Linked DNA regions of Pan paniscus: region 2 is linked to region 1. A link is a contact called in public Hi-C data. All regions are on one chromosome and are shown on one strand. The core of a region is the stretch at or near the end of the contact, and the rest is flanking DNA. Distances in the headings are between cores, read along the strand shown.

Region 1 (6,494 bases), core at 2,197-4,696:
AAGACAAAGGATGTTTTCCACCTTTTTGAAACTATAGTGGGTTGAATGGTGGCCCTAAACAAGCTATGTCCACGTTCTAAACCCCAGAACCTATGAATGGGAAACTTGGAAACATTTGAGAAAGGGGTCTTTGCAGATGTAATTAAGTTAAGGGTCTTGACAGTCATCCTGGATTTAGGGTGGGTCCTAAATCCAATGACTGGTGTCCTTCTTTTTTCTTTTCTTTTCTTTCTTTCTTTTTTTTTTTTTTTTTTTTTTTGAGACAAGGTTTCTCTCTCTCACCCAGGCTGGAGTTCAGTGGTGTGATCATAGCTCAGTGCAGCCTCAACCTCCTGGACTCAAGCTATCCTCCCGTCTCAGTCTCCTGAGTAGCTGGGATACAAGCGTGTGCCGCCATGCCTGGCTAATTTTGTCTGTTTTTAGCAGAGACGGGGTTTCACCATGTTGCCCAGGCTGGTCTCAAACTCCCGAGTTCAAGCAATCCTCCCACCTCGGCCTCCCAAAGTGCTGGGATTATAGGCATGAGCCACCGTGCTCTGCCCTGATGTCTTTATAAGAGAAAGGAGAGGGAGATTTGAGAACCACAGCGAAGTTGGCCTATGAAGGCAGAGATCAGAGTGATGCTGCCACATGAAGGAGCAACCGGGATCACCAGAAACTGGAAGAGGCAAGGAAGAACCCTCCCTTCGAGCCTTTGGAGGCGTAAGTCCCTGCTGACACCTTGATTGCGGACTTCTGGTTTACAGAACTGAAATAATCCATTTCCACTGTTTTAATCCCCCAATTTGTGGTCATTTGTTACCAAAGCAAACTCATCCAGAACCCAAGGGATATAGTCTCAGAAATGTGCACCCCATGGTAAAGAAACATTACAAGCCACTGCGAAGCTGAAGGAGACAGGGAATGGGGAGGAAGTCCCCAGGCTCAATCTCAAAGATCTCGGCTGAAGCCCGGTTGCTCCTCGGCTCCAGAAGAGCTAGGTGGACATGGTATGCCTCATATCCTCAGGTGAATACTTGGCATCGGTCAGAAGGATATCCTGAGCTGCTGTGAGGGATCTTTGAAAATATTTACTCTCCAGCATGTAAATATACCGAAAGATCTTCCTGCTATGAACATATCTCCGTCTTTGTGAGGGCGGGGACTTGGCTTTTCAGTCCAGATTTGACCAGAGTGCAAGTCAAGGCTCTACTGTAGACACCCACTCTGGGAGGTCATTGCACAAAGCCCAAATCCCTTTGTAGGGCCCACAAGGCCCTCCAAGGCCTGGCCCCTGCCTCCCTTCCCAGCCCTATCTCATCCACCATATTGAATCCTCCCCACTCCTGGAATGCACCACTCTCTTGGCCATGTGCCTTAATGCAACCCCTCCTCACCCTCTGAAACCACCCACCCAGCCCCTCTCCCCTGCCCCTTCTTCCACAAAGCCTTCCCCGGTGTCCACAGCCCATTTAAAACTTGGTGTGATAATCAGCCAGGCACGCTGGCTCACACCTGTAATCCCAGCACTTTGGGAGGCCGAGGTGGGCAGATAACTTGAGGTCAGGAGTTCGAGACCAGCCTGGCCAACATGGTGAAACCCCATCTGTACTAAAAATACAAAAATTAGTTGGGCACAGTGGTGTGCCCCTGTAGTCCCAGCTACTTGTGAGGCTAAGAAGGGAGAATTGCTTGAACCTGGGAGTCAGAGGTTGCAGTGAGCCAAGATTGCGCCACTGTACCCTAGCCTGGGCAACAGAATGAGGAAAAAAAAAAAAAACGAACAAAAAAAACTTGGTATGATAATCATCCATCCTTCACCAGATCATGAGTCCTGGAATGACAGAGCTGGCATCATATGAATTGCCCAGCCTGACCCTCCCAGCCATTCTGCAAATATCTACCAAGGAGTGTCCACATGCTGGATATTTATGAGGTATTGGGAGGCAGCAGGGAGCCAGGCATTACACCTGTCTGCCCTCACGGAGCCTACATTCTAGAGGAGGCAACGTGCAATAAACAAATAAATGCAAAATATAATGTCAGGTAGTGTAAAGAACCACAGTCCAAAAGCTACAAGTGAGGCAAAAAGGTGACTGCGTGCTAGAGCCATCAGGACAGTGCAGCACTTGTGTATACAATTGATTAAATTGATTAGGGTGCAAGGACTTCGCTTTTTTTTTTTTTTCCAGACAGCGTCTTACCTTGTTACCCAGGCTGGAGTGCAGTGGCGCAGTCTTGGCTCACTGCAGCCTCGACCTCCCGGGCTCAAGCGATCCTCCCACCTCAGCGCCCCCAAGTAGCTGGGATTACAGGCACAAGTCACCATACCCAGCTAATTTTTTGTATTTCTTGTAGAGACAGGGTCTCACTATGTTGCCCAGGCTGGTCTCAAACTCCTGAGCACAAGCCATCCTCCCACCTCAGCCTCACAAAATGCTAGGATTATAAGTGTGAGCCACCACATCTGGCCACATTTTTCATTTCTGTTGAACTGAAATCATGTGATGCTTTTCTCTTCTGTCTAGTAGGAAGATCACCCCAAGGGGTACAGTGATTTTGCCCTGTAGGACATTAACTGACTTTATGTGTAACATGGCCTGTTTTTGGTTTTGTTTTTGTTTTTTTGTTTGTTTGTTTTGAGATGGAGTCTCGCTCTGTTGCCCAGGCTGGAGTGCAGTGGTGCGATCTCAGCTCACTGCAGCCTCCGCCCTCTGGATTCAAGCAATTCTCGTGCCTCAGCCTCCCAAGCTGGAACTACAAGCGCACACCACCACACCTGGCTAATTTTTGTATTTTTTTTTAGTAGAGATGGGGATTTCACCATGTTGGCCAGGCTGGTCTCGAACTCCTGACCTCAAGTGATCCGCCTGCTTCGGCCTCCCAAAGTGCTGGGATTACAGGTGTGACCCACTGCGCCCAGCATAATATGGCAATTTTATCTCCTCATTTTTCCTACTTCCTAGAAGAATCCCTGTTTTTCGAATTCTCATTGGAGCCAGCTTTGTCATTGTGCCTAGGCCCTCATTAGTAAAGTAAATAAGACTTTTAATACATACTCACTACTGACTTTAAGATAATTATGTTTTAATGGTTTGAGAATTATAGCCTTGGCAGTGTTGGTAAGTACTAGAAAGAATAATAGAGCCATCGGGGGCTGGAAGAGTGTGAATGAGGGCGGTCGCTGCTTCAGGTGGGGAGATTAGGCCGGCAAGTGGGCAAGTCTTGAGGAGGAGGAGGAGGAGGAGGAGGGGGAGGGGGAGGAGGAGGGGGAGGAGGAGGAGGGGGAGGAGGAGGAGCAGGAGGAGGAGCTGTGCTGAGTGGGTGAGCGGATGAGTGAACGGAAACCCAGAGCTACCAGGGCTCCAGACTCTGGCCCGACCAGTGGGGAAGACAGGTGATGAGTTTGGTCTTGGCTTCAAGTCTCCCAAAGGGTCTGGATGTCATGTTCTCCTCCCCCAGGTTCCGCGGCTTGAGGGAAGCAGGGCCGTCAGGCACCTTGCGTCCCTGCTGGCCCCTGGCAGGATTCTCACCACAAGGTGGTGCCCCAGCCTCATGAATCCAGGGCCAGACGTGCCAGAAAGGAATCCAAGGTAATCATCAGTCCTGGCAGCCATGCCAAAGTGTGGGTCTACAGTGACTCTCGGGGGACCCTAACTAACCTGCTATACATTGTACAGTAGCACGTGAGTTCTGAGAGCCGCCAGTACCCAGCTAGCCCCAAACCCGAATTCGGATAAAACCCGCCTTTATTAAGAAATTACCGTTGGCCGGGCGCGGTGGCTCACACCTGTAATCCCAGCACTTTGGGAGGCCAAGGCGGGCAGATCACGAGGTCAGGAGATCGAGACCATCCTGGCTAAAATGGTGAAACCTCGTCTCTACTAAAAACACAAAATATTAGCCGGGCGTGGTGGCGGGCGCCTGTAGTCCCAGCTACTGCGGAGGCTGAGGAGGAGAATGGCGTGAACCCAGGAGGCTGAGCTTGCAGTGAGCCGAGATTGAGCCACTGCACTCCAGCCTGGGCGACACAGCGAGACTCCGTCTCAAAAAAAAAAAAAAAAAAAGAACTTAAAATTGATCTCATTTATCTGCCCAACAACTTTGTACTCATTTTATTCTATTTTATTTTATCACTATTATTGTTATATTTTTGTAGAGACAGGGTCTCACTATATTGACCAGGATGATTTCGAACTCCTGGCCTCAAGCAATCCTCCCACTTTGGCCTCTCAAAATGCTGGAGTTACAGGCATGAGCCACTGTGCCCAGCCTCCTGTACCCATTTTAGGGACACGTAAGCTAAGGCTCGAATCTTTACAGAGGCTGTCTGAGGTCACAGAACTCAGAAGTAGCAAGAATGGGCTTGGCATGGTGGCTCACGCCTATAATCCTAATACTTTAAGAGACAGAAGTGGGAAGATCACTTGAGTCCAGGAGTTCAAGACCAGCCTGGACAACATACCAAGACTGTCTCTACCAAAAGAAAAACAATCAGCTGGGTGTGGTGGCACGTGCCTGTAGTCCCAGCTACTCAGGAGGCCAAGGCAAGAGAATCGTTTGAGCCCAGGAGTTTGAGGTTACAGTGAACTGTGACCGCACCACTGCACTCCAGCCTGGGCAATAGAGCGAGACTCTGTCCCTAAAAATAAAAATAGCAAAGAAGTAACAAGAGGTGGGATCTAACACCAGTTCTGTCTTTCCATTGGAAACCCAGAGCTCTTTCCATGACCCCTGCCCAGGGTGAGTATTGTTTGTCTGAAGGAATCCAGGAGCCCTGTGGATTGGAGCTTATGCTGTGCCATTGTCTTTGGAAGGATCGAAGGGTTTGACGTGCCAGGGCTGGGACATGATGACAGTCTTATTCTGCCTGCCTCAGGCTTCAGGAACCAACTGCTGTTAGAGCCATGTGGGAGCGTTTCTTGGGGGTGTTTCTTTGGAGCGTTTCTTCTAGACCAGGAAGGTGACAACCTTCACAGTGGGATGCATGGACTGGTGGTGGAGTTTCCAGCTTCAGAGCTCACCAAGAAAGAGCATGGAGCTGATGGTTTGGGTCCTGGAGACAGGGACAAAAGGAACAGAGCCTTCCCCCAGCACCCCTTTCCACTGGAGGTTCCTCAGAGGCAATAAAGCTTGATGGTTAGAACATGGCACCTGGCATCTGAACTCAAACCAGCCCCAACACTCACCTCTCTGAGCCTCAGAATCCTGGTCTGTAAAATGCACACACTACTAGTACTTACTTCTCAAAGTTGGACTTGGTAATGTCTGTCAAGCACCTAGCATATAACCGGGCAAGGAAGAAAAGCTCAAACAATGGTAGCCATCACCAGGCGTGGTGGCTCACACCTGTAACCCCAGCACTTTGGGAGGCTGAAGCGGGTGGATCACCTGAGGTCAGGAGTTCGAGACCAGTATGGCCAACATGGTGAAACCCCATCTCTACTAAAAATACAAAAATTAGCAGGGCATGATGGCAAGCGCCTATAATCAGCTACTTGGGAGGCTGAGGTAGGAGAATCACTTGAACCCGGGAGGCAGAGGTTACAGTGAGCCAAGATTGCACCACTGCACTCCAGCCTGGGTGACAAGAGCAAAACTCCGTCTCAAAAAAAAAAAAAAGTGGTAGCCATGCCATCATCATCATCATCTCCCTATTATTATTAATCTCTGTTGCATTTCTATTAACTGTCTGTCTTGGGAGAATGGAAATTCCCCAAGTAGGCGGCCTGCTCAACAGTTAATGATGGTAAAACAGTCTCACTTGCCTAACCACTTCGCCTAAGTGTTACTTGACTGACAGGGTGGGTTATTTTGGGGAGAAAAAAAATCAGTCAAGCTCTCGAGTGCACCGTCCCTGAAAGGTTTCTATGACAACACATACCTGGATGTTCCAGTGGGAGGGTCACCTGGGGAAGAGTTCAGAGCTAAAATCAAGAGGGGGCCCCACCTGGAGGCTGGGGGAGGTCCTCCCACTCCTCCTATTTTTCTGCCTGTGTTTTCCCAGCCCTGACTCTGTATCCCTTCTAAACCTCTTCACAGCCCTGTGGGGTAAGTACTATTATTCTTACGTCCATTTTACAGATGAAGCAACTGAGGCTTGGAGAAATTAAAGCTTGCCCAAGGTCAGTCTGCTGATCACACCTTGGATCATCTTAGACCTTTCTGGGTTTCATTTGTCAGACTAGAGGAGTTACACTAGAGTGAGGTTTCTCAGTCTCAGCACTGCCAACGTGTTGGGCTCAGTAACCCCATGTCATAGGATACTGTCCTATGCATTGTAGAGCATTCAGCAGTCCCCTCGGCCTCTACCCACCGGATACCAGGAGCACCTCCCTGTCTCCCACCCCCCACCACAGTCATGACAACCAAAACTGTCTCCAGCTGTGGCTAGATGGCCCCAGTTAATAACCACTGGGCTAGGCAATAATCTTTCCTCTTTCCTTACACTTGTGCATTCTAAGTTTTTTAATTTTTTTTTTTTTTTAGATGGAGTCTCGCTCTGTTTCCCAGGC
Region 2 (6,737 bases), core at 1,865-4,364, 140 kb after region 1:
CTCCCAAAGTGCTAGGATTACAGGCATGAGACAGTGTGCCCAGCCTGTACAACATTGTTAATATACTTAATGTCCCTGAATTGCACACTTAAAAATGATTAAAAGGATAAATTTGTTAGGTGTATCTTGGTATGGTTAAGAAAAATGGAAGGCTACACAATAAAAAAAATTTTTTTTTTTTTTGAGACGGAGTCTCACTCTGTCGCCCAGGCTGGAGTGCAGTGGCGTGATCTCGGCTCACTGCAAACTCTGCCTCCCAGGTTCACACCATTGTCCTGCCTCAGCCTCCCGAGTAGCTGGGACTACAGGCACCTGCCACCACGCCCAGCTAATTTTTTTGTATTTTTTAGTGGAGACACGGTTTCACCCTGTTAGCGAGGATGGCGTCGATCTCCTGACCTCGTGATCCGCCACCTTGGCCTCCCAATGTGCTGGGATTACAGGTGTCAGCCACCGCCCCCAGCGATAAAACATTCTTATTGACTTTCGAGTGGCAAAATAATAAAGATCATGCCTTCCTTCCTCTTTACTGTGTTACAAATTGTATAATGAACATATATTATTAATTATGCGGGGCAATGTATATAACTGGCTCAAGTTTATAAAATAACATACCAGCATCCGGTCCATTTGGCTTTATTACACTGCAGGGCCATCCAAAGCAAGAGCCTCTAGACCTCTGGGTGGTGAACAAATCTCAACTGGGGTTTCGTGCCCACCTGGAGGACATCTGCTCGTCAATGTGTAGTTAACATCCTGACAGACCTTTCTGCCGCTGGATATGTGAGGGGCACAGCGCAGGGCTCTGGAAGTCCCTGTTGACTGCTCGAAGCCTTTCTCCCTGCTAAAACCTCTGACCAAATGCTTAATAACATCTGCTGTAGGCTGTTGAGTCTGCCACACGTTTGACATTTATTGTTTATTCCCACACCCATCCCATGAAACAAGCAGGACTTTCCATTTTACAGATGTGAAAACCAAGCTTCAAAGAGACTCAGTAACCTGCTCCAGGACAAATGACAGAACTGAGACTTCTGACTCCAAATCTTATGCTCCCCCGCCACACCTCTTTGCCTTTCTCTTTCACACCAATGGACTCTATGGGTGACCTTGGCATAGGTTCTTCTAAGAACTGGCTCTTAACAAAAACTTCTGGCCATTATCTGACTGAATGTCACAAACAAGTGCTGTAAGAACTTGCTTAGAGCCTTTTTCCTAAACCTGTACACCAGCTCTTGCCTTGTGAATTTATTCACCACAAAACACATGTTCCCAGGGGCCCAGGCAAAGTCTCCAAGTACCCAGTCCCCTTTCTTCAGCCTTGCCCACACCCTCAGCCTTCCTGTTAATCCAGGCGACCCAGGGTTACCCAGAGGTCCAGGTCCCAGTTGTTCACTTGAGCATCTGATGTACCCCAAACACCTGTGTGAAACGCTCTCTGTCCAGGATGCGTCCATAGCGCAGGGTGACGTAGAAGGTCTGTTTCCCACTGTACCGCTGGATACGCACGAACATCTCCTGAGGCCGGTCCTTGGTTTCTGTCAGGGGAATCACATCTGCCATGGGACAGTATGTGTCCTGCCGCCAGCCCCAGAAGTTCAGATGGGCCACCCGCAGCGTGGTGCCAGACTCATTCAGATACAGGATACCAACCAGTCTCCGTAAGAAATAGCTCATCCAGCACAGCATGGTCAGGGCAAAGCCCGATATCCCACTCATGAGGCACACGGTGTTGAGAGTGAGGAGGCCCTGGGAGTACAAGTAATAGCCTGGTGGCAGAGCTACCACTGTCAGGGCAGTCTGTGCCAACTTCAGTCGTGACAGGAACCCGAACGTTCTGATGGCATCAAAACGGTAAAACATCCAGAATTTCTCAGTCTCTGCGTTTGGTAGTTTCTCCTTCGAGATGGGTGAACTGCTGCCCACCCACCTCTTAGGATCCTCCTGCCCACTGCAGCACCACAGCCCATGGAGAGGCCTTTCCCACACAGCTTTTCCCCGAAACCTACGCACAGCTCGGAGAAGGGCAGCCTGAAAGGGAGACAGTAGACCATTTCTCTCGTGGAACTCAACTACATTAATCACACGGCGAACATCTGCAAAGCACCATACTCTAAGGCTTCTGCCAATCCTGCAAGGTAACCGTTATTGCCAGAGGAGGGAAGGGTAAAGCCAGATGCTATCTCATGTGGGCATCACAACAGCTATCTAAGATAGTTATCACTATTTCCACTTTACCACTAGGGAAACTAAGCCCAGAGAGGGTAAGATATTTACCAAAGATCACACAGTCAGTGAGTGCAGCAGAGTCCTCCTTCCACCAGGCAATTCCAAATAAATACAAGAAAGGAGGTGCGGCCGTCATTAATTCAAAACATATCTAGGGAGGACAACCTCTGGGCTGGACAATGTATCCACAAGGGGGTGTGAACATTTCCCCAAGCAGGAGACTAAATAATCAATGTCTTAGTGGGGAACTCGAGCAACAAATCTGTGAGATATTTATTCCAATAAACTTTCTAATTCTCTGTTTGATTCATAGGCTATCTTGGGTGCTGGAGGGAACTGCTGCTTTCTCTTAGCCTAGTCTGGGGAAGGGGAAACAGCGGAGAAGGAGAAGGAGCGAGGCAGGGAGGCCCCAACACGTAGCACAAGGGTATTATTAGGTGGGTAGTGAAGCAGTAAAAGCTCTTATTCCAATTCTGGCTCCAACAGTAATTTGTGAGCAAATTACTCCACACCCCTGAGATTCGGTTTCTTCGCCTTTCAAAATGGGGACTCAGAACACAGTGAACCAGAAGATGGTTTCAGAGTCCTCAACTTAGTACCTAATGCACTGTGAGAGCTCGGCGAGTTTTAGCTATTACTACTGTGCGCATGTGACCCAAGGAGGGCAGAGAAAGCCCGGGAAAAGCGAACTGTAACACACGCCAGAGCTTCCTCCCACGGATCCTCCGAGTCCGAAACCCGAGCGTCGGGCCTGCCCGCCCCAGCCCTGACCCCGACCCCAAAGAGCATCACCCCCTCAAGGCTCGCCACCCGCCTCCTTACCATGGCCCCACCACCCGCTGCCGGAAGTAAATCCCACCGGCCCCCGGAACCTCTAAGAGCGCATGCTCGAATGTACAAGGCGGGCGTGATCTGCGTTGCACCCTGGGAGTTGCGGTCCAGGAATCGTGGCTGGCGCTAGTCCCAGGGGTTATGGGAACGGAGTCCCCTCCTCTTCCCGACGTGCCCTGCGGCTCAGGGGCCGAACCCGGAAGTTCCGGGCCGAGTTCCTCGTGCCGACGTGTCTTGTAAGGTGCGGCTAGAAACTGGGGACATGGCAGCGCCTGGCCCAGCGCTCTGCCTCTTCGACGTGGATGGGACCCTCACCGCCCCGCGGCAGGTAAGTGGCGGCCGGCGGGCTGCTGGCAGCCGACGCAGAGCCCGTGCTGTTCCCAGTTGGGGCTATCGACCACCCAGGGTAGGCGCCAAGGGGTGGCTAAGGACCGCCTACGTCCTCACGGGGCTGAACCCTATTCTGGGTGCCCTGGAGGAATGAGAGGGAGGCCCTAATCAGCTCTTCAAGAGCTCTGGTGCTTGGAAAGATGAGACGGGGCTGAAGAACTCTTAAGAGCAGGAAACTTGTGCTAGGTTGGAAAATGTAATCTGGACTCACCGCTAGTGCTCGGGACTGATAGACCAGGATTTCAACCCAAGATCAGGCCCCCTTATCAGCTATGTGCCGGCCCCAATCCTGTAACCAATGGGCTGTGCCGTGAGTCATGATATTAAAAACAGGTTTCCAGGTCAAACCGACCTAGTGGAGCCTCATCTTCACCTCTTGACATCTGTGTGACCTTCAGCGAGTTATTAACCTCTCTGAGCCTCAACATCTACAGCTTTAAATGGGGATGTTACCTGTTCCATATGGTGTCTGTGAGGATCAAATGAGATTGTGTAAGTTCTTGAAAATATGTTGCACACAACACACTAGGCCTCAGTAAATAGTAGCCACCTCCACCACACCCATCTCCAGCCCTTGCAATGGACTAGGAAGATGGAGGAGCCCTAGGTTATTACAGGCTGCCCGCTGAGAGCCTCTTTGGGCCCTTGGAAACTTGCTTTCCACTTTCAGATTTTGCTGCTACAGGCACAGATAAGTTTCAGTTACGATCAGCCTTTGAGGTGAGGCTCTCCTGGCCCCTTTTCAGAAATTGGCCACTGAACACTGGCCATTTCAACTTGAGACTGGACCCCAATGGTCTCACTATCCTCAGCTTCTACCCTCACCCCTCGTAGTTTTCGCTTGGTGGTAACAATGGTGTGCTCCAGAAGTCCACGTCAAATGCGTGTGACCTTAGACGTATCATTTTGCCCTTCTCAGCCACAGGTTTGATCTACCTAGTGATGACGCTCAACTCCCAAGTTCTTCAAAGGCTTTTTCTGATTCTGAAATTCAGTGATCACACACTTGGGTTTGTTAAAAGCCCATAGTGGTCTAAAACTCCGGTCCCCAATTCATTTTTTGTAAAGGGCCATATAGCAAATACTTTTGTCTTTGCTGACTATATGGTCTATAGTAACCACTCAACTTTAGTGCAAAACCAGCCATAAACCCTATATAAATACAGAGTGGCTGTGTACCAATAAAATTTTATTTATTTATTACAAAAACAAACAGCTGCCCAATGTGGTCTGTGGGCCATAGCGGTCTAGGGTTTATATTGCCACCCTTTTTTCATGATATCACTGGACCCTCTCAACCTTCCTCCATCTTTCTTCCCAGGTAGGATAGTTGTTATTACCGTTTTAAACATAAGGAAACACACTCAGTGAAGAACTAACCTTCTCAGTTTCACACAGCCAACCTGGTACAAGTCTCTGGGCCTCAGGATAATGGTTCCTGTCAAGTTTGCCATTTCCTATCTGTGCTAAGGTGGAAGCTGTTCTAGTCACTGGGTATGCCATTCAGGAAAGTGCTTCTGATTTTCTGATTTTCACAGTTCTGACTCTTTTTTTTTTTTTTAATACAGAGTCTCACTCTGTCACCACACTGGAGTGTAGTGGCCCAATCTCAGTTCACTGCAACCTCCACCTCCCAGGTTCAAGCAATTCTCCTGCCTCAGGCAACCAAGTAGCTGGTACTACAGGCGCGCACCACCACGCCCGGCTAATTTTTGTATTTTTAGTAGAGATGGGGTTTCACCGTGTTGGCCAGGATGGTCTCTATCTCTGGACCTCGTCGTGATCCACCCGCCTCGGCCTCCCAAAGTGCTGGGATTACAGGCGTGAGCCACCGTGTTCTGACTTTTAAAGGCCACTCCTGCAATTCTAGATTTTGTCTAATAGGTCCAGATTCCACTGTGAGAGTAGAAAAGATTGCACTCTATTACAAACCCTTCTGTACAATTTTAATCACATTCATTATTACTCTAAAAAATTTTTTTAAAGAAAAATCATTGAACTCCAAGTGTTTATATACTGAGGTTGAATTAAATGGTTTTTTGTATTTTCTAAATTTCTAGTAAAAAGATATTCTGCCTGGCACGGTAGCTCATGCCTATAATCCCAGCACTTGGGGAGGCCGAGGCGGGCGGATCACTTGAGGTCAGGAGTTCGAGACCAGCCTCGCCAACATGGTGAAACCCGGTCTCTACTAAAAATACAAAAAAATTAGCCGAGCGTGATGGCGGGCGCCTGTAATCCTGGCTACCTGGGAGGCTGAGACAGGAGAATCGCTTGAACCCAGGAAGTGGAGGTTGCAATGAGCCAAGACCACACCATTGCACTCCAGCCTGGGTGACAGAGCACGACTTCGTGTCAAAAAAAAAAAAAAAAGACATTCAGTGTAAATGTACAACTAAGATTGCTCAAAGTGCTGAGTTATAAGACTTGTAAAAATACATTGTGATGTGTCTTAATGTAGGGCTATTTTTTCATCTTAGTTTATAACTTTTTTAAAATTATCACACAGTTTGGAATTTACCATAAGATTATACCACTAAAACCACTCTTTCTAGATAGGAGCTTTGCTTTTAGAAGAGACTAAAAAATCTAGTCATCTTACTCTTTTACATTTTTGTTTTGTTTTGGGTAATTGCAATAAAATCAATTCTAAGCTTCTCCTTTTTTTTTTTTTTTGTTTTGTTTTGTTTTGTTTTGTTTTGAGACGAAGTCTCGCTCTGTGACCCAGGCTGGAGTGCAGTGGCACGATCTTGGCTCACTGCAACCTCTGCCTCCCGGGTTCGAGTGATTCTCCTGCCGCAGCCTCCCGAGTAGCTGGGACTACAGGCGCCCACCAGCGCGCCCGCCTAATTTTTGTATTTTTAATAGAGACAGGGTTTCGCCACGTTGGCCAGGCTGGTCTCGAACTCTGACCTCAGGTGATCCACCCGCCTCGGCCTCCTAAAGTGCCGGGATTACAGGCATGAGCCGCCATGTCTGGCCCTAAGCTTCCTCTTTAATTTCATTATGTTGTTTTATTTTAAAATCAACAACTTAAATCCATAAATGGAGTGTAGTGTAGCATTTAAAAGGAATGATGAGCTAGATCTGTGTTGGCATGAAAAGATCACCACAGCATAGTGCTGAAAAAGCAAAGTCCCTGCACAGGACATGATTCCATTTATGTTTCAAAAATAAGACCTATTTGTATATGTGCCCATAGATGGGTATATAAATGCATAGAAAAATAGCTGGGACAGTGCACAACAGCTACTAACATATTACCTGTGTTTAAAATTTGGTAAAAA

The links. Hi-C and Micro-C count contacts between places; a contact is called where the count stands out from the background.
Region 2: a contact with region 1 is called in a Hi-C map of fibroblasts, with 5 times the contacts expected there. The contact joins the promoter of PMM2 here to the promoter of ABAT in region 1. A contact is called at or near these places in 2 of 3 Hi-C or Micro-C datasets (fibroblasts and induced pluripotent stem cells).

Annotation. Positions count from the first base shown.
Region 1 is chr18:9,198,246-9,204,739 of NHGRI_mPanPan1-v2.0_pri, forward strand. It overlaps ABAT (4-aminobutyrate aminotransferase), which reads left to right and starts at 3,447. Exons shown (of 20, transcript XM_063597947.1): 1 at 3,447-3,572; 2 at 6,469-6,494.
Region 2 is chr18:9,333,943-9,340,679 of NHGRI_mPanPan1-v2.0_pri, forward strand. It overlaps PMM2 (phosphomannomutase 2), which reads left to right and starts at 3,115. Exons shown (of 8, transcript XM_003808297.5): 1 at 3,115-3,388. The coding sequence starts at 3,323. TMEM186 (transmembrane protein 186) reads right to left here and starts at 3,175. Exons shown (of 2, transcript XM_003808306.5): 1 at 3,052-3,175; 2 at 889-2,031. The coding sequence starts at 3,054. The coding sequence ends at 1,393.